4 separate regions of the Gossypium hirsutum genome follow, and all the other regions are linked to region 1. A link is a contact called in public Hi-C data. All regions are on one chromosome and are shown on one strand. The core of a region is the stretch at or near the end of the contact, and the rest is flanking DNA. Distances in the headings are between cores, read along the strand shown. Region 1 holds the start of LOC107901619 (nucleolar and coiled-body phosphoprotein 1). Region 2 has its middle 15 kb from the start of LOC121218877. Region 3 holds the start of LOC107900059 (deSI-like protein At4g17486). Region 4 has its middle 7.9 kb from the start of LOC107901664.

Region 1 (5,032 bases), core at 1,279-3,778:
TCAATAATTAATGCATCGCATTCAAGATCCAACATCACCACACATGACCTGACTTTGGCAACAGTTTCAAGGATTGAGATCCTCTTAATGAATGAGCGGCTGGACTTGTCAGACAAATGTTCAAATGATGATACAATTAGTTGAAAGATCTCCTGCATACATATTAATAGGAATCAACACTTTGAATGCAGAAAAAGATTTTAAAATGATCATTTGCAAAAGCATTCAGAAACAATGACTTCAAATACCCCCATTTGGTCATCATCATAAGGAGCCTCTGGTGCAGTTATCCTTGTTATCTCGCTCACACAAGCCGCAACTGCAACTTTGACATCATTGTCAGGGTGTCTCAAAAGTTGCTCCGCCACCAAGGCTTTGAGTGATGGAGAGAGCGCATTTTGCATTGCTTGGCTTGGTGATTGTTCCACCCTTGAAAGACAACTTTCAACTTGCTAGAATTGCAGAGGACAGAGAAGTGTAAACATTCATCATTGACATAAAAAGCATCCACTAACATGCACTAGCGTAAGGTAGAACACAAAGGATATTAAACTATTAGAGTACCTAAAATACTAAGACAATCAGTCAGTTGTAGCATGATTCACTAACGTGCACTAGCGTAAGGTAGAACACAAAGGATATTAAACTATTAGAGCACCTAAAATATTAAGACAATCAGTCAGTGGTAGCATGATTCACTAGTCACGAAACATCCATACATCAATAAGGCTCAATGAAAAGAAACAGACTTTAAAAAAATATAGCTGCAATATTACACTTCGTGATGAATATAACAACACTAAAGAAGTATCACCTAATCAAATAGGGAGACAAAAACAGAAGAGTTGAATATAAACCAAAGACATATTTACATGTCTGCACCTCCATAACTAGTTTGCAGTTCTGCTAAGACATCAGCAAACACCTCATATCCCTAAAGAATCATCATATACAGGAATTGATACATAGTCTTGCAGAAACTTACTCAAGAACAATTGTAAAACCATAACAAACACTATACCTAATGAGATAGATCAAAAGAGGCATAGATCCTAAACAAACAATCTACCTAAGGATAGTTTGCCTCAGCAATACTTTTTTTGCAGGTCCTCTTCAAAGTTTTTCTTCCTTGGAATCATGAATGCATAAGACCTAGTCTAAACAGTGTATGGCACCAAAGTTTTTTCTGATTATCAGAATCCCAAAGTCTGCTTTAATGATGTTACCATTTGCAATTCTTTTAAGGGGCTGCATGTGTGATGGGGAGGGGAGGGGGGACAGACAATATATTTGCAACAAAGAATGTTCTGATTAATATCTATGTTTTATACAATGAAAACATAATCTAGCAAGCCCAGCAAACTCTTTCCTTAATAGGAAGGTTTTCGCACAATATCTACACGTGCTTTCCATATTAGCTTTCATCGCTTTCAATGCCATCTCAAGAGGGTAAAAAAAATTTAACCTTGGTTGTAAAATTATAGTAACCAAACATGGCTAGTGCTTAATTAACTAAGAAATCAAGGATAAATTTTATTGTAACGGTTTCTCGGATTTCACAAAATTTAAGGCAGGTATGGGATCCCTTTATGCCACATATAGACAAGAAAAGCGGGCGTGCGCGAGCATTGCTCGCGCGCATTTTTGAATTTAAAAGAAACACAAAAGTTCAAAGGATTTTCATCATTTACTACTGTATAGAATTTGCATTCAAATAAATTTAACGTGCTAGTATTCAAAATCTAGCACAGCAAACCCGTCAATGATATCAGTCATTTAGCAAATTCGCAAACATACACATCAATATATCTACACCAAAAAAAAAAAGAACAGAGAAATCAAAAACAGTTTCCCAAGTTTAAAACAGTAATGCCAGAAGCAAAATTAAATACGTGATAACATGCAAAAGAAGAAAACTTTAGAACAAGAGGTAAAAGCAGATCACAATGGAGAAAAAGAACTAACTTTAATAGCAGAAATTTAAAAGATATCACACCAAAGATAAAATTCAAACCGCATGCATAATGAAATCACATAAATAAAAGTCTAATAATTAAAAAAACGAGCGAAGTATAAAACAAAATTAAAGCCTGAAGAAAAAAAGTAATTAGGGCATACGTCAAGGAGAGGAATGAGCTCATCAACTGATGAAGGTGGTTCAACGAGCATGTTCCCAGCCTCCATTAATTGTAACTCCAGCTCTTTATCTGATGCCGCCATAGCCTCTTTTTTTTTTTTAAGAACAAAAAGAATTATGTACCTAAATATACAGAAACAGATCCTTTAAAAAAATCTAAAACCTAAGGCCTCGATTTCACACCATTCTGGAAACCTAAAAGAAACTCACGCGAAATAACACCAAACTATAAAGATTAAAGAGAGAAAAAGTGCATACACTCGAGCGAAAGTTAGGGTTTTTTCGTTTGTTTGGGAGCGAAAAAGAGAGAAAGTGATGAGTGAGTTTCTTTTTTTTTCCCTTTTTTTCAATTTTTTTTTTGAAATACTGTTTAAAAAATTATAATAAAAATATGTTTTACTTTTTTTTTGGTGTGTGTGGGCTTTAAAAGGAAAATACAGCAAAGCTTTGCTCGGATTACGCCGTGGTTATGAAATGGAGTTAAATTACGGGCTTTACGTCCACCGTTGGATTCTTAGGATGTGGACCTATTTGTGTTTATTTGACGGCTCGATTTTGTAGTTACCTTATTAGCTTTCCATTTTATTATACTGAATTTGAAATTACGTTTTTGTAAACAAAAATTGTAATTTTCGAAAGATAAAGATAATAGTTTTTACAATAAAACTCATTATTAAACTTCAAAATATTAGATAGCAGATAAAAAATAAAATAAACATTCATGTAAAAATATATATACCTTACAGAATTAATTTCAATTTTAAATAAAATTCATTCCAAATTTAAACTAAATTGAATATATATAAAAAATATTATTTATTGTAATTAATAACGGGTCTTAATCTAATTTTAATATTATAAAAATGATGATGTATCTATCAATAAAACCACCTTTTGTCGTATTATTTCTTTCATCTAAGGTTGTCTTGTATTTTACATAAAAGTCTTGGTCATATATATATATATAGGGGTCATACCATTTATTGCAATATTATTGTTTTGTTATTGTGTGTTATAGCCCATCCGAATAAGGACGTATGGTAAGTTAGAAGGCTGCTTGAGCAGTAAACCCATTAACAACCAATCGGAAGGACATTCATATGTTTCACCTATTGCAATCATTTGGACAAGTATGAATCATCCGATGTTCAGGCCATCAAGCTTTCATTAGGAATGTGATGTCGTTGGTCACCAAATACCACGTGGGTTCAATTGCTTTATACCGTTAAGTCAGAATGAATGACAGGACTTGTCCATCACAGATATCCTCATCCCACCGAATACATCCACCTCACACATTCTGTAATGATTGGTAGATAGCAAGTTCAACATGTTAACATCACCTTACAAGGGACCTCTGCATATAAATACCTTTAGGAACGATGAAGAAAGGATCGACTCTCCAAAGATATCAAGCCTATACTATACCAAGCTATCTTCAGCACTTAGCCTCCACACTCTTCTTTTCTCTACTCCTTGTAACCTCTAACTCTTCGCCCATAGTAGGTAAATCGACTATCGTGACAACCATCATATCATATTCCAGTCCTCTTCCTTGTACTATTGTATCAACAGTTAATGTGGTGAACATGGACAACATGACTTCACAATCCCAGAGCAATGCCCCCATCGACCTAATCAGCCCAACTAACTTGACCAACTCATTTGCTCTAACTAACACCCTCATCCCACCTCGCTCATGATGTAACACCCTAGGTCTAGTGGGTCTAAGGTTTTGGCATATAATAGTAGAATAGTCTGTCTGGCAAAGTGTAATCCGCCTAATGACTTATTATGGCATATACTTGTGGGTGTATTGTAACCGCTACAACAATGAGTAAAGATTTATACCAAGATATTTTGTTATGTTAAGGAAATGTTTGTGATATATAATAAAGATTAAGAATGGATTGAGTTACCGCCAAAGATCTAATATGTCTGGTTTGTATGAAATATTGTGCTAGTTAGATTTTAAGTAACATGGTTAGAAACCAACTAGATAGCCTAGCTTGATAATTGTGAATGTAAGGTACTTATTTATATTTCTCTCAAAAACTACATGCCATTAAAAAGGCAATTTTTGAAACATGTGACACTTGTTAAGATCCACCAAGTAGGTGCAATCATATATATATATAGGTGTGATGGGTTCTGAAAGAGATTATTATTATTTTTCTTCTTCCTCTTCTTTCTCCTTAAGTGGTGCTATTTGATTCTTTCCTTAAGTTTGAATGTATCTCTTCCTCGATAATCTAGAAGCTATGGTTCTTTAATGACGAGTAGTTATTCCATCTCAAGGTAAGTAATACGGCTCTGCATGCTAAGTTTTGAATAAGTAGGTTTGTATATGGTATTTGAACAGTAAATTGTAAGTGCAAGGTTTTGCATAAGGTTGTCGGCAATTAAAATGATGAGTAAATTGTATGTATGAGAGTTGTAATAGTGGAATTTTGTTTTTAAACAGTGGTTGTTGCTAGTTCGAGAGGGATGACTAAGTTTGGAGCTTAAAACTGCTGTAGATGAGAATCAGGTAAGTCTCTACCCTGACTCTTTTGTGTAAACTTTTCAAGTAGAAATATTTATATATAAAGCATGATGATATCTATATTAATCAATAGATGTATGATTATAGTAAAGGTGATGTAGTGCTAAAGTGATATGTGTAAGGTTCTGTGCTGAGAAAAATACTAATTGGTAAGAATGCAGATACAGTTATGATATAAAAAGAATGTCAGTCCAGAATACGATCACATCTAGGTAAGTAAGAAATGAGAAATGTTCCATGGTGAAGCCTCTGGTAGGGCAATTATATTGCTAACCAAACTGACTTATTACAGACTAGAAACGAGTGTAAGACCATGAGGTATAGGCCCATGGTGGCTTGGTATTAATTGG
Region 2 (4,748 bases), core at 1,783-4,282, 130 kb before region 1:
TAATGAGGTTTTGACAAAAGTTGATGTTTTAGGACAAGAGCGTTCGCAATTTCTTTTATAATTTTTTATTAACACTATTGATATAATTATTTAGTTATAACATAAAAAAACTACATGTCTTCGGATATAGTAGTATTTAGTGCTTTTTCATGTTATGATTGTAATGAAATTATAATGTGATTGCTAAAAAATCGCTATATAATTTCTTGAGAATGTAATGATAATCTATAAATTTACCTTTATTAAATAAAATAATATCCATGTATTTAATATTTTACAATAAAATTTATTAGTAATAAATTTTTGAATTAAATATTAAATAATAATATTTTATTTGATAACTTTTAAAATTATTATTTTATTTAGTTTATAATTTTAATTGAAAACAAATATTTTATCTTGTATGTATTTTCTAAATATAACAATGCCTTTATAAAATCCTACATCTATAAAAACTTCTTTTGGAATGAATTTCAATCAATATACTAAAGGGGAAAGAGATGAAAGCAATAAAAATAAATATAATAGGTAAACAATATACTATATAGTAGGGGCGGAGCCAAAAAAAATTTTGAGGAGGGCGGAATAAAGTTGTATATTTTTATGATAGTAAAAGTGAAAATTTACTATTTTAATAGTCTATATCTTTATAATTTTTAAATGATTAAATAATTTTTTTCTCATTTTTGGGGAGCTAAAGTGTAATTTTACCACATATTAATTTAAAAATTTTAAAATTCTAAAAAGACTAAAAATAAAAATTCCCATTTTAGGGGAGTCGGATCCCCTGCCAGCCCCTTTGGCTCCGCTCCTGCTATATAGATGATTAAATAATAAATACACATATTGAAAATAAAATTAGAAAAAAATTACTTTCAAAGAATTAGTTGAAATAATAAAAGGGTTGGTAGTGGAAGGAGGTAATAGTTTATTTTTATTTTTATGCGGTTAATACCCTGAACTAAAATAAAATAGGTTAATTTTATTTTTAAGATCTTTTTAGCTTTCCAACTTGCACGTGTCATATTATCGTGTTTATGATAATGGAAGACTAGATTTAAAAAAAGTGAGGTAGGATCACTTTTCAATTGATTAAAATTTCATAAATAATTATAATTTTCTATCATACGCTCTCTCCCGTATGAAAATAATTAGTGATGTATAAAAAATAAAAAGTATTAAGTATCCTATTTAATTAATAATTTTATTTAATGATATATAAATTAAGCTCAAAAGTTACATTCTTTCTTCAAATTTGGCATCTTATTTTTAAAATTTATTATTAGTAAAAATATTAAAATATATATTATAAAAGACTTCTCTTAGATATATTTTATAAAATTAAAAGAATTTTTCATTGGGTATACGAAAATAAGTAGGCATCAATAAACAGTAAAAGTATGAATTATGTTATTTAATGTTGTATAAATTAAATTTAAATGTTATATAAATGTCTATATATTATACTGAAACAGGCTTTATAAAATTTGCTAAAGGATAGGGTTTCTACACACCGGTTGATTCGTGGAAATAAATTATCTCATAAAGTTGAACACCTATAATTTTATCTTAATTTTCAATTTTTATTAAATCATAGCGTTTAATTTGTATTGGGTTATACTGTTGATTCAATCTGCTCCAACAAAACACATTATACTACTTAAAGCAATTTCATTTTTTTAATAAACACCGACAGTTTTGATGAAATTAAAATGGGGTTAGGAGATGAACGTGCTTAAATAGTGCCAATATCGTGATGGAATCCGGAAATCACGATTCTTACCCGTGGGCAAGGGCAAAGCCATTATTATGAAGTGATCCTCAAAATATATCATTATTCTCGCTTAGCCACTTAAATTATCAATTTCATCACATTTTACCTCAAATCACGATATTAGCTAGACACTTTTCATGTTTTTATTGGATGCAATACGAATAAAATAAAATTGATAATTTAAATATACAAAAACTTTTAAGGAGGTAAGTGAGAAAATGGTATAATTTGAACGAGATGCAGCAGCAATTATTTCATTAGAGTGGGTTAGATAGGTAGCTAGGAAATGCTTTGTGAGTATGGTGGTTGAGAAACATGTTGCTGGGTGCTTAGCTCAAGCTCTGGATTTATTAGCAAACCCATCAATTTTCTGTCTACAAATATATGCACAATCTGTTATTTCCATCTAAACTCCCAACATTACATTTGGTTATTTAAATTCCATTTGATGATAAAAAACCAATAGTTACATCTGTTCAAGCAAAAAAAATATCCCAGCAATAAAATATTCTGGAATTCAAGTAATAAAATCCAAAATCATCGACTCAAACCAGGTTAAACTTATAAAAAAAATTAAGTGCCATAATTGAGCATTAAATTAGGTTTATAATTTTAAAATAACATTTAATCCCTGATTGGATTTTTTTATCAATTTATTAATTCATGAATTTTATAATTTTTTCAATTTTGGTTCATATGATGATGTAATATTTTGAGATTGTGTCGGGTCATTTAATTTTTTTAATTAAAAAATTTATATTTTTAAGTGATGACATAACATAATCTTAGATTGCTATTTCATCATTTGAACCAAAATTGAGAAAATTAATCAAGTTCCAAATTTAATGTGGAAAAAAATTTAAAAACTAAATTAAAAAAATATAATTAGGTATTGCTTTATCTGAAATTTTTTTAAAAAGATATAATTACGAATTTATGATTTTTAGGAGGCGAAATCCTCTCTGTTGCTCATGAACTTAAATACTTAAAAATGGAATAAAATTTTTAAAATCCGAATTAAGACAGCTCAACTAGTATAAACTTATAAAGAATATACATGAGTCAAAAATGTTATTTTTATTGTTTTTATTTTATTTTTAGAAAATATTAAAGGAAGTTGGGCCTGAATTTGCCAAGTCTTCAAATTTTGACCACAATAATAAATAAAAAGAACAAACTAACTTAAAGCAAGTGGATAATATGAATACGGTCCACAATCAAATTGTTTAGTACCACGTAAATGAAGGTTATAGGCGGTAATGAAGAGTGGAAAACAAATTAGGTCCAGATAAAATCTGGGTCCAAACATATGGAGGCTCACAAATATGACTAAAAGCCCATGATTGTGATATTCTCTACTAATTTTGATTCGTCTCCTTTGTCCTTGTCTAAAGATTTTTATCATTTCATGCTAAATTCCATACCATATGTTTGATAATGGAAGAAAATAGTCTAATAAACACAACTACTTTGCTACATTTGATTCAGTCATGCAAACGTTACTAATTATCAGCACTTCAAAAACTTCCCCAAAAATTTGTGTTTCTTCACTTCAATGGATAAAAAAAATACACAAGTAGTTAATACGAGTTATCATCAATGTCTTCACTTAAATACACGAGTAGCAACACCTCAACCCCCGTATGAGAAATTCCATAAACATGGGGCAGAGGTGTTTACAGGTAACAAAGATGATGATCCGTCTCTAGCTAAGTATTGGCTAGAGAATACACAAAGAGTGCTTGAAGAACTGCACTGCATGCCTAGAGATAGCTTGAAGAATTGCACTGCATGCCTAGGAAGAAGTGTGTTGATGGTGGGTTACTATAACTCCTAAAGATAGAGTGGATTGAGATTTCTTTGTGACCAAGTTCAAGAAGAAATACATCAATCGATTGTATATCGAGACGAAAAAATACAATTTAACACGTGTTCTCCCGCAAGGTCAGGGCGTGATCTGCCAGTTCGGTTTGTAATTAAGCTGTCCTACCTTTGGTATCACAAATAATGTTTCATTTCACATTTTCACTTATCGCAAATAGTTTGGTACTAAGCTAGCACACAAGGTAGGCATTAACTGTGACCATGGCCATGAACACACAATACTGACTCGTTAATACGCAAAACATCGACATATATTCAGCAGAGAAAACTTACCTTACACAACTCCATATCATAGAGTTTTTAAAACCTGAAGGAAGTAAAAAGCAACTCACTAAAACCTTCAAGATAGAATCTGCTCTTTTGGTCCTTTGTTTTAATCGCTCGAACCTTCTCTAGTTTATTGAGCTAAATAAAAAATAATCATAATTACCAGACCCTTTACCTACTATAAATTGATCATACATGTACTAGAGCAAAGACGTAAATCTCCTCTACAACATCCTAAGGGTTTCCTAGAAATTACCAATCTGCTAGTACTTATCAATGACATTTGACAAGCTTCTGGATATTTTCCTCGTCCCTTCTAGAGAGATGACTTAAAATAAATTTATTAAAGACATAGGAAAGAACATAGAGAGAAAGAAAAAAAAAGTAAAACATGCTGGTTATAGACACCCTTTTATAGCACAGACAACATAAATAAATTTTGTGGGAAGGTATGAGACTCCACTACTGACCTTGAATTCAGAGACTCAACTTACCTAATAAGATTTGAAATCTAACCCCTTCCCGAATGTAACTACTACCACTAATCAGAGTGGTAAAACGTCACCTGCACACTTAGGAAACCAACTAAACCGGTTATTCGGTTGCCTAAACATATCAAGTTGTCATCTACAGTACTCTAGTTCAATTCCAACTAGATCTAAACTAAACTCTAACGATGCCCACCAGCTATCATTTCCATATAAAGAAATCTTATTGCTCCATGAACTAACTAGTTTTCCTAGTACATTTAGGGTTGGTAGATCGTCTTATAAAAGAGTTCACCAAATGACGAATTCCACTGAAGCAGACCCCACAAAGGCGT
Region 3 (5,136 bases), core at 1,715-4,214, 150 kb before region 1:
TAAAAAGAAAGAAAAAATTGTCATAGATTTTTTTATGTTTTAAATTGTTTGAAAAAAATATATATTTATAAATTTTGGTTAAGTCAATTAACCATCGGTTAATAAGAATTTATAAATTTTGGTTAATTAGATTGGGGTATTATTCGATTTCATAAACAAATCATAGCAAGCAAAATTTGACGTCATCAATAATCAGGTTAAATTTAGTAAAAGAAAATTCACCCCCGAGGGCAGGGGGTCACTTTCCTGGGATCCTCCTTCAACCATAGCCGACAAGAAAACTTGTTTCCATGGAGTAAGGGACCATCCTCAAATTCATGATAATAAAAGGGAACAATGTTCCCATCCTCACCAACTGGTCCAATGGCAGGGGCCCTCATCATTCACATTCAACATTAGCCAAAGACTACTGTTTCATGGGTCCCTATTCTTTACGCTAATAGTTGAGTTCCGTTTCCAAACATCTAACGGCTCTAACGGAACATGATTTTGACGTACGCTTTTAGAATCACAAACTCAATGGCAAGGTTGAGGTCCTACAAGCTTTGAGGTACCAAGTTCGATAAGAGTAAATGAAATGGCAAAACGGAGTGCAAGAGTGTGCAAAATACAAGGATCTTTTCCATTCAATTCCACATCAAACAGCATATTACAGAGAAATTGAAATGCTGCAAATTTTCCAGGCACCTGTTTCTATGCATGAACCGAGTAGAAACAGAAGTGAGATATAAAAATATTTGCATTTGTTAATTTCATCTACTACTGTTGGACTTCCCAAAATTTAAAACCTTAAAACTGTACCATACTTGAAAGTTCTAATTAAAGCTTCAAACTCAAAGTCGAGGTCGAAGAACTATGAATCAAAGACGACGATGGAATACATCGCCTTTGTCTACTACTCATGGCAGGGCCTGGAGGGCAAGATTTCAATGAAGGAGGTAGAGGTTTAGAAGAAGGTACGAACTTACTTGGTTGGCTTCTTAACTTCTTCTCTACCGGTTGAAGCTTACCTTCTGATCTAACTTGGCGAACTCTCGTCTCGTTCAACTCTGCTGGGAGAACACAGTTGCAAAGGAAACCTACACATTCATCACAAGTACCATCATCATCAATAGTCTACAGAGAAAGAACCAATAAAATCCTACAAGATGGTAATAGGAGAACAGATGAAATTCAAACAGGATGCGAGTATAGTCCATATTTGAAAGAACCATGTCCTCATCACTGAAATAGAGATGTTGGATGAACCTAATGCATTCACGTTATCACAGTGAATTCTAACCAACATAAAATTCCCAACAAGTTCCAGCTCTCTGAGCAAAGACAAGATCAAGTACAGTACATTTCAGGGTTATCGTTTCATACTTGACAAAACATATCAACGTGAAGACGTTGAAACTAGCAAGTGTTATTAGTACGACCAAACAGAACAAACATCGTTCAAGTTGTAAAAAACGTGAGAAACTATGGCGACCATGGCAGTCTTGGTACGAATATGCAAGAGAATTATTGGTTCCAATAGGCAGTGAAGATGGTTTACATGGCTGTCCTTTCAAATTTGGTAGACCCACCATGGCATTCGACAAAGCTTGCACTGTAACAGGTTTGGTCAAATGCCTCAGTGGGAATGGTGGGTGGAAGCTGATGCCTGATGCCACTTCTTCCTTATCTTCGAAAAGTTGTTTAAAGCAAAACATAACTTATCTTCGGTTTATTGTTACTATTAATTTTCTTTTCGATATGCTACTTTACTTTAAAATCAGATAATAAGCTAAACAGAGGAACTACAAAAATGCCGCAAAACTTTCCTTTCAATATATTTTCACATACCGATCTTCTGAAGAAACAATGAGATCATGAAGTAAAGTTTAAGTTTAAAAGGATAGAAGTGGATTTCTTACCAAGTCTAGCAAGTCGATTAACCCAGCTAGGAATTGGTTTCCCTGTCAATTGGATACACACATCATTGCAGAAATGATTGCAGTTCTTTGTGATGAGATGGTAAGTGTTCCCGGAGTAATCTGTAGCGAGTTTCTCCATGAACGAACGAACGTCTTTCGGACCTAAATCGGTCCTTCCAATTAAAATAGATTTCCTAAACGTGAAACCAGGACACTGCCTGGGCTCCACTTCGAAAATTCCAGTCGCCGAATGCTCATGCGCTCCAAAACCATATTCAACTCCATGAACTGCATACAGCAAGAATCAGCATACTCAAAATCTTGTACAATAATATACATATATACATTTATATACATACACACTAAAATCATGGATGTATATTCTTATTTCTTATATACATAAAAAATCAATCTTTCAAGGGAATTAACTTGACTAGTGTTATTAAACCGTAAAAACATTCAACAACAACCTTAATTTGCATACAAAAATTTTCAAAAATTTCCCTTCAATTTCCAGTCTTGTTGATTACTAAAAAAAAATTCCATTACTTTTCCAGCAACACCCCAAAAAAGAAAACAAAAACTTGACTAAATTCAAAGGAAAATAAAAAAAACAAACCTTGAACCCCAGAATGATAGATCCCAAGGCCAAACCAATAAGCATAACCATTAATCGGAGTCAAGTCATATACATTCAAATAAACCGGAACCGATCCAACTTTCTTCTTCCGGGGCATCAACACCATTGTGCACAGCATTTTTTAGGCTAACTTTAATAAATAAATAAAAAGAAGCCAGATTTTTTTACAAGAAGAGAGATAATTGAGGTTTCTATGGGGACGGGGTATTATAGAAAAAATAATTAAAGAGAAACTGGTATGGGTAAGCGCCGAAATTCGATATTAGTTTCCTTGTTTCGATTGAAAATAAATAAATAAAATAATGAAAAAGGAAGAAATCTGTAACTTGGGTTGTACCGAACGAGAGAGCCGAAAGCAAAGCAAAATAGCATCACCTTTTGCTTTCAAGGATCCTCCTCGTCCTCGTGGTTGATGCTTGCTTTCTCATTTTTATTTATTTATTATTTATATATATTATTTCATATTACATATAAAAATATTACTTTTTTTTATTATATAATAATATTCCAAGTTCAAATTTAATTATATGTATTTTCTAAAATTTTATATAAAATATTAAAGAATCAAAATACTCACATACATGCTTATTAAAAATTTTAATATAATGTTTCGATAATTTTATTATAAAGAGTGTTTGATAAATTATTAAAAAATTATTTTCAATAAAATAAAAGAAATTTAACATTTAATATTTTAAATATATTTGATAATTATTTTAAAATTTTACTTACTATAAAATTTTCAACAACAAAATCTTCAACAGCTAGGTAACTACTTATGACTTAGAAAATTTTAATTTTAATTTTAATTTAGCTATGCTTAAAAAGAATGAAATATTCAACATTACCATATTTATCTTTCATCTAAAACTAATCAAAATAATATAAAATAAAAATAAAAATTAAGAATATTTTAAAAATTAATATTTAATTTTATCAAACAGTACTTATATTACTAATTTAACAAACTGTTTTCTAATATAAATTCAACTCTTAAAATTTTATCATACTTCATTTTTTTTTTTGACACTTTAAATCTTTAGTTTATAAACACACCTTTTAAAAAAAAAATAGAAAAATTAAAACTCAGTTGATGGATGAGATTTGACTCAAACAGCTTTTTAAATAATAATAGTATAAATGTAGTTGTTTAAAATTGAGGGAACCCCCAGAGTTTTGGGAAAATTACTCCCAACTACCATTGTGCTTTTTTTCTTCTTTATATTGAAATCCCGTGGCGTGTATGTATGCGTTTTCGGTTGGAGTTCTACTTTTGACAAACTTAGGGTAGAGTTGTGAATTGGACTCTTTGATTTAAAAATCTGAATATAATTAATTCAAGTTTTAAAAATCAAGTTATTTTTTTTATTATAATTGAATTACTTTTAGATTTAAAATTTTGATTTTTTTCCGGGTTATAATTATTCTGGATTATTACTTTCGAGTTTCAGCTTTTAATTTTTAATAATTAAATTAAGCTGATTTAAGTAAATATTAGATTATAGAGCTTGAATAACAGAGATATATAGTAAATTTTTTTAAAAAAAATTCATATAAAAAATAAATGAGGGTTTAATTGAAATGGTAAACTAGAAATATATGTATTTTTCTTTTTTTTAATAAAAAGATAAAAATACCCTAAATTTTTTTTTACTTTATAAAGTAATGTTATTTTGGCAATTACTTAATTGTATTAGTCTCCGTTTGACTCGTAACATTAACTCAATTAGAAACTTAATATATATAAGCCAACTATCTTTATAACAACCACATTTGTCTATCAAGATTTTGCCTGTTATACACTTCTAATAACATGTTATGGAGATCTAATTGTTCCAACGAGAGCAATACTTGAAATGGCAATCCATAAAAAAAATACCGATATTGAGATTGACTAAAATAAGGCGAGAGCTAAAAAGAATTACTGAAAATACTTAGTAAAATTGACATGACTATTATAGCCGGTCCAATACTAAATAATCGAGTATTGCCTCTAGATGGGAGATAAGCATATAATAGAATTCATATTGTGAATTTCTATCAAATAAAAAAAAGTGAGAATTATGTTTTTTTTTTAAGTGAGAATCAAATCAATAAAATTAAAAGGCGTATAACAAGTGCATGTATTGTTGCTCTTGTGCATATTTTATTTTACATTTTTTCACATGATTAATTATGAAGTTCATAAATCTAACAAAGTTAAATAACCGATGTGAGTTATCACATTAAATTAAATAATTTACCATGAGCTCTTAAATTAAAGTAACCAATTTATAAATTTATGATGTTCCAAATTCATGACATGGAACTTGACATCGTTAACCCTACTCATAAAAGATAATTGTCTTTTAATAAAATATAATCAATAGACTTTCTATGTGAAATTTAAATATTTTATTGAAATAATATTTTAATTAAGATCGTTTTTATTTAATAAATTATAATTAATAGACTTCCTTAGTAAAAATTTTATATTAATATAACGTATTAGAATTATATTTAATAAACTAACAGCAAATAATTTAAAATTTAAAATTTAAAAAATGAATAAGATATTTGTATATATTTGAATGATGGCTATAATATTTAAAAAAA
Region 4 (4,735 bases), core at 68-2,567, 210 kb before region 1:
CGGCTCACCTTAAAAACGATTCTGGTCTGCGAATTTTAAGAAAACAAGTTTGGGAGTCAGTTACGCACGAGGAAGGGTTAGCACCCTCGTAACGCCCAAAAATCGGTACCAAATTGATTATTTAATGTCTTAGTGTCAAGGGTAAAAAGATTTAAAAAAAAACTCAAATGATGAAATCTAAAAAGGATAATCAAATGTTTAAGTCAGACGAAGAAATCGAAACCCAATACGTTAGGGTACAATATCTCAAAATCCCCAAACTTTGAATTTTGCTTTATTTTATAAGAAAATCTTCATTTCGAGAAAGCAATATGTCATGCCCAATACATTAGGACACAACAAATTAAATTCCCGAAAATGATTTGTATACTTATGCATTTTGAATAAAGAATATTCTCGATTATTTAGGATTAATAAAGAAAATTAGAACCCAATACGTTAGGGCTCAATTTCCTCGAAAATCCCGAATATCGATTATTGCATTATTTTAAAGCTTTTGAATCGAAAGAAAATGATTTTAATGTTTCGACGAAACCAAAATATATATTTTTAAAAGGTATGTTAAAAAGTTAATGTACAATATGAAACAAACTTTAATTTAAATTATATGTATACATAAGTATGATATATAAACGAATTTTGCAAATATGAGTATGGATATAAGAGGAAAAAAATGCATAAGTATTATAAAATGTTAATGCATATATCTATATGAATACATAAGTCATAAAAATGAAACAATAATAAAATACATATAAAATATATTCATACATTTCTTAAAAAAAAGTATAAGTATAATATATTAGTAAATATAAAAACGTGGAAAATATTTATAATAGCTTTGAATAGAGTATAAAAAAAATATATGTACATGTTATAAAAAATTGTATAAACATATAAATTATACAATTGGGAAAACATATAAAGATTATGAAATATAAATGTATATATATATATAAAACTGTGAAAATAAAATAATAATAAAATATGTATATAGTATATATATTTAAAAAATTAAAAAAAATATATGTATTAATATGCATATACGCATATATAAGTAAGTATATAATAATATATAATATAATAATAAACTAATAATAATACAGTAATAATAATATAAATAAACAGTATTAACAATATAATAAAAGCTAAAAATAACAAATTAAGGATTAAATTAAAAAAAACAGAATTTGAGAGCTGAATTTGAAAATCAAAACAAGAAAGGGAGTAATTTAAAACACGCGTAATAGGGGGAGGGTCGAAGGAGAAAATTACCCAAAAACACTACACAGCACTGGACTAAAATAAAACAGATTCGATATTTCATGGAAAAATTTGAAAACAAAAAAAAATGGTTATGAAATGATAGGATAAAATGGAAGGATTAAAAACAAAATAACCCATCAATGTTTAAAAGTTAAAATCCATTTCATTTGCAGCCAATAAAACCCATTTCAAACCCTAAAAATTATTCTATTTCAAATGCAGCCACAGCAACCAGTCCATTCCCCGCTCCTCACGCCGAGAACCAGCAAGAATCCCGACGGCGTGCCTCTACTGGTAAGAAACTTCTCTTTTTCCCTCGTTATTTCGTTTATTTGTTTTAAAAAACAAGGAAGAAAATAAAAAAGGAACAAAACAGTAAAGAGAAAGGAAAATCGGAACCCACTCAATACCTTCAAAATTGGTTTTTTTATTCTCTGTTTTTCTGTTTTCTTCAATACTTTTCAACACATCCTCCCCCCACTTTTATAAAATCGATTGGCTTTTATAGCCACTCTTTACAGAAGCAAAACACTCAAACCCCCCCCCCTTTTTCTCTCTTCTATAATACTGTTCTTGGTTCATTTGTAGGATAAACATGCATGGTGGATGCGAGGAATCGCTGAACGTGGGGTGATGGGGCCGTTGTTGCAGATGGAGAACGTGCGAGCGGCGCGATCTGCGGTTTCTACTTCCATTGCTACTGAAAACATGTTGTGGGCTAGGGTTAATTTTGGGCCAATTGGGCCAAATGTATTTGGGATGTTGGTTTTTAGCCAGGCCAAAATTGGCCTATTACAAACATAATTTTATATTCAAGATTGAACAGAAACATTATTAATAGGGATAAATGTCAAAACTACATATGAACTTTGGTTTTATGTGTAATTTTATATCACAACTTTGATTTTGTGCAAACATGAAATTTTGATTTGATCAAATTCTCACAAACTATTAACACAATTACTGATATAACATAATTTTATGTTTATTGCAATAATTATATTTATCCAATATAAAAATAAATTGATGTATTTATTTATTTATTTAAATGTGTATAATTGAATCAATGTTAAAGTTTTATGTATACATTTGAACCATAATTAAAGTTTCATGTGTTCAATTGAACCAACTTAAAGTTCATGTATAATTTTGAGATTTATCTCTTATTAATAAAATAATTATATTATATTATTGATTTTGCAGATTTAAAAAATTACGAGAAACATAGATAAGACAAAGTATTAATTCTTTATTAATCGAATTTTTTATCTTATTTTTTCAAATAAATATGAGTTATACTATTTATCGAGTTGAGATTTCTGTTGAACCAAACGATTTGATTAGACTCAATTAACATTCATAAAAAAAATTAATATTTAATTTAATTATAAAATATATTTAATTTCTTTTGCCTCTTGACATAAAAATTAAGAATAAATAAACAAAATTATAGATTATAGATTAGATTACCAATATATTAATATTGTTATATATATATAATATTAATCTCACATTTAATTTTTATTAATTATAAAAATAATTTTAACATTATTAATTATTATCATACTTAAAATAAAATCATATTTATATATAAATTTTATATTTATTTAATAAAAAATTTGGGTTTTTTTTTATTTTTAATTTATCCGATTATATTAAATGATTGCATAGATTTATAATTTTATAAATTGATAATATATTATATTATTTTTTAACTAGAACTTTTAAAATATATGATCAAATTAATTAATTTTACATTAATATACTATCATTTTAAATAATATTATTTTTATTATTGTCCCATAATAATATTAATAAATTATAATTCTAATGTCAATTTAGTAGTATAATTAACAATAAAAGGTATTCTTATCAGTTCAAATATTTTTCTAAATAATATATAAATAATTTATTTATATATAAAAACAAGTCGGCTAACCAAATTAAATGATCAAACAATCGACATTAAGTCAATCCAATTTGTTGATCAGTTGGTGCAATTAGTATTAAAAGTTGTTGGTTAAATCGGTTAAATTTTAAAAAAAATTTGAACGAACAATAAAATCAAATACTCACCCCTAATAACAATAGTCTTGATGTTTATTAAAAGTATTTTAAAAAAACAATTCGATTCGGGCTTGAAATTTCTTCCTAATTAACTTGAAATTAAATAATTTAATCATAAAAATAAAAAAAAAATTTAACCAAACATGAACTAATTTAAACATCAACCTTTTGAAAATTTTAAAATTGGAGTTGATGTGAGAAAAAATCAACCGAGATACTGCATTGATAGGTATACATTAAAGCAAGTTGGAAACAATTTGTAGAAGCATTGGGCTTTCCACACCTCCATGAGCCTTTAAACTATTGGGCTTATCTTTCTCTCGTTCAACGAAGATGTGGGGCCTTAATTACGGTTCTCTTCATCCTTCATAGAAAACTGTAATTAATTAATCATGGAATCTCATCCACTTTTTCGGTACTTGGCCCATTCATTTATTTTATTAACTTAATCCCTTAATTATTTTTTATTAAACATAATTCAATAAAATCAAATTTTAATAGAATTTACATTTACCGCTAAAAGCATTTATAAAGTTAATATTTTTAAAATTTTTATGATTTTGTAAATGAAATAAAAAAAAACATTTTCTATGTCATTTTTTAGATGATTAATTTCACCCTAATGTTTATTTCTTTTGCTACTCTAGCCCTCATCCTTTTTTTTTATTACTTTGGCTCAACCTTTAGAATTTAGTCAAATTACTTTTCTTTGAGTAGAAAATTGAGTGAATTGTTAAAATTTTCATGGCAATTATATGATAGCTCGTATGGCAGTCTGTCTGCACTTTATAAATTAAAAAAAATACATAAAAATTAATAAAAATTTTCATGAAAGTTCATAAAAAAAATTATCAATGTCAACAATTAAATACATGTGGACTACACGTGGGTTGCCATATCAATTCCATTAAAATTTTAACTGTTCAATCAGGTTTTTTGTCCAATAAAAGCAAATTAACTAAAAGTAAAAAGTTGAAGGCCAAAGTAAACCCAAAAATAGAGCAAAAGTGAAAAAAAAAGTATAGACTAAGGGCTAAACTTGTCATTATGCCTACTTAAGATTTAACTTTATTTGATCTTTAATTTTGGTAATAAAGCAGAGATGGAAACATAGAACTAAAGTTTATAATGTCTTATAGTGACTCTCCATTATCTATCATTTTGTATTTTAGCCTAAAGCTCTATAGGCGATTGATGAAGAATATGTAAACTTATGTCTTGTTCCATGACCAACTTGGCTAACCTTTTCGCTACAATATTCTCCTCCTGATAGGTGATAGCCACTTTGACTTGTTATTCACATTTAAGCAGTCTCATAATCACATGAGCCAAAGAACTAGGAGGTGGAGAATTGAAGGTACCCTTAAGCATTTGGACAACCTCTAAATTATCCACATTTATA

Evidence for each region. A called contact is a pair of places that touch in the nucleus more often than the background predicts.
Region 2: a Hi-C map of leaf shows a contact between it and region 1, with 2.5 times the contacts expected there. The contact joins the enhancer-like site here to the promoter of LOC107901619 in region 1. A contact is called at or near these places in 5 of 34 Hi-C or Micro-C datasets (cotyledon, hypocotyl and leaf).
Region 3: a contact with region 1 is called in a Hi-C map of leaf, with 2.4 times the contacts expected there. The contact joins the promoter of LOC107900059 here to the promoter of LOC107901619 in region 1. A contact is called at or near these places in 8 of 34 Hi-C or Micro-C datasets (anther, callus, leaf and 2 more).
Region 4: a Hi-C map of leaf shows a contact between it and region 1, with 3 times the contacts expected there. The contact joins the enhancer-like site here to the promoter of LOC107901619 in region 1. A contact is called at or near these places in 9 of 34 Hi-C or Micro-C datasets (callus, leaf, petal and 1 more).

Annotation. Positions count from the first base shown.
Region 1 is chrD06:24,632,883-24,637,914 of Gossypium_hirsutum_v2.1, forward strand. It overlaps LOC107901619 (nucleolar and coiled-body phosphoprotein 1), which reads right to left and starts at 2,529. Exons shown (of 15, transcript XM_041095420.1): 1 at 2,396-2,529; 2 at 2,119-2,260; 3 at 249-452; 4 at 1-152. The coding sequence starts at 2,220.
Region 2 is chrD06:24,500,494-24,505,241 of Gossypium_hirsutum_v2.1, forward strand. No RefSeq gene overlaps it. Among protein-coding and RNA genes, the nearest start is that of LOC121218877, 15 kb to the right of the region's middle. Within about 2 kb of position 3,033, at least 2 of the 9 cell types and tissues checked have an H3K27ac peak or open chromatin away from gene starts, as enhancers often do. A contact at or near this core is called in cotyledon and leaf, where this site is marked.
Region 3 is chrD06:24,482,618-24,487,753 of Gossypium_hirsutum_v2.1, forward strand. LOC107900059 (deSI-like protein At4g17486) reads right to left here and starts at 2,965. Exons shown (of 3, transcript XM_016825777.2): 1 at 2,521-2,965; 2 at 1,902-2,189; 3 at 602-1,079. The coding sequence starts at 2,659. The coding sequence ends at 820.
Region 4 is chrD06:24,423,889-24,428,623 of Gossypium_hirsutum_v2.1, forward strand. No RefSeq gene overlaps it. Among protein-coding and RNA genes, the nearest start is that of LOC107901664, 7.9 kb to the right of the region's middle. Within about 2 kb of position 1,318, at least 7 of the 9 cell types and tissues checked have an H3K27ac peak or open chromatin away from gene starts, as enhancers often do. A contact at or near this core is called in leaf, where this site is marked.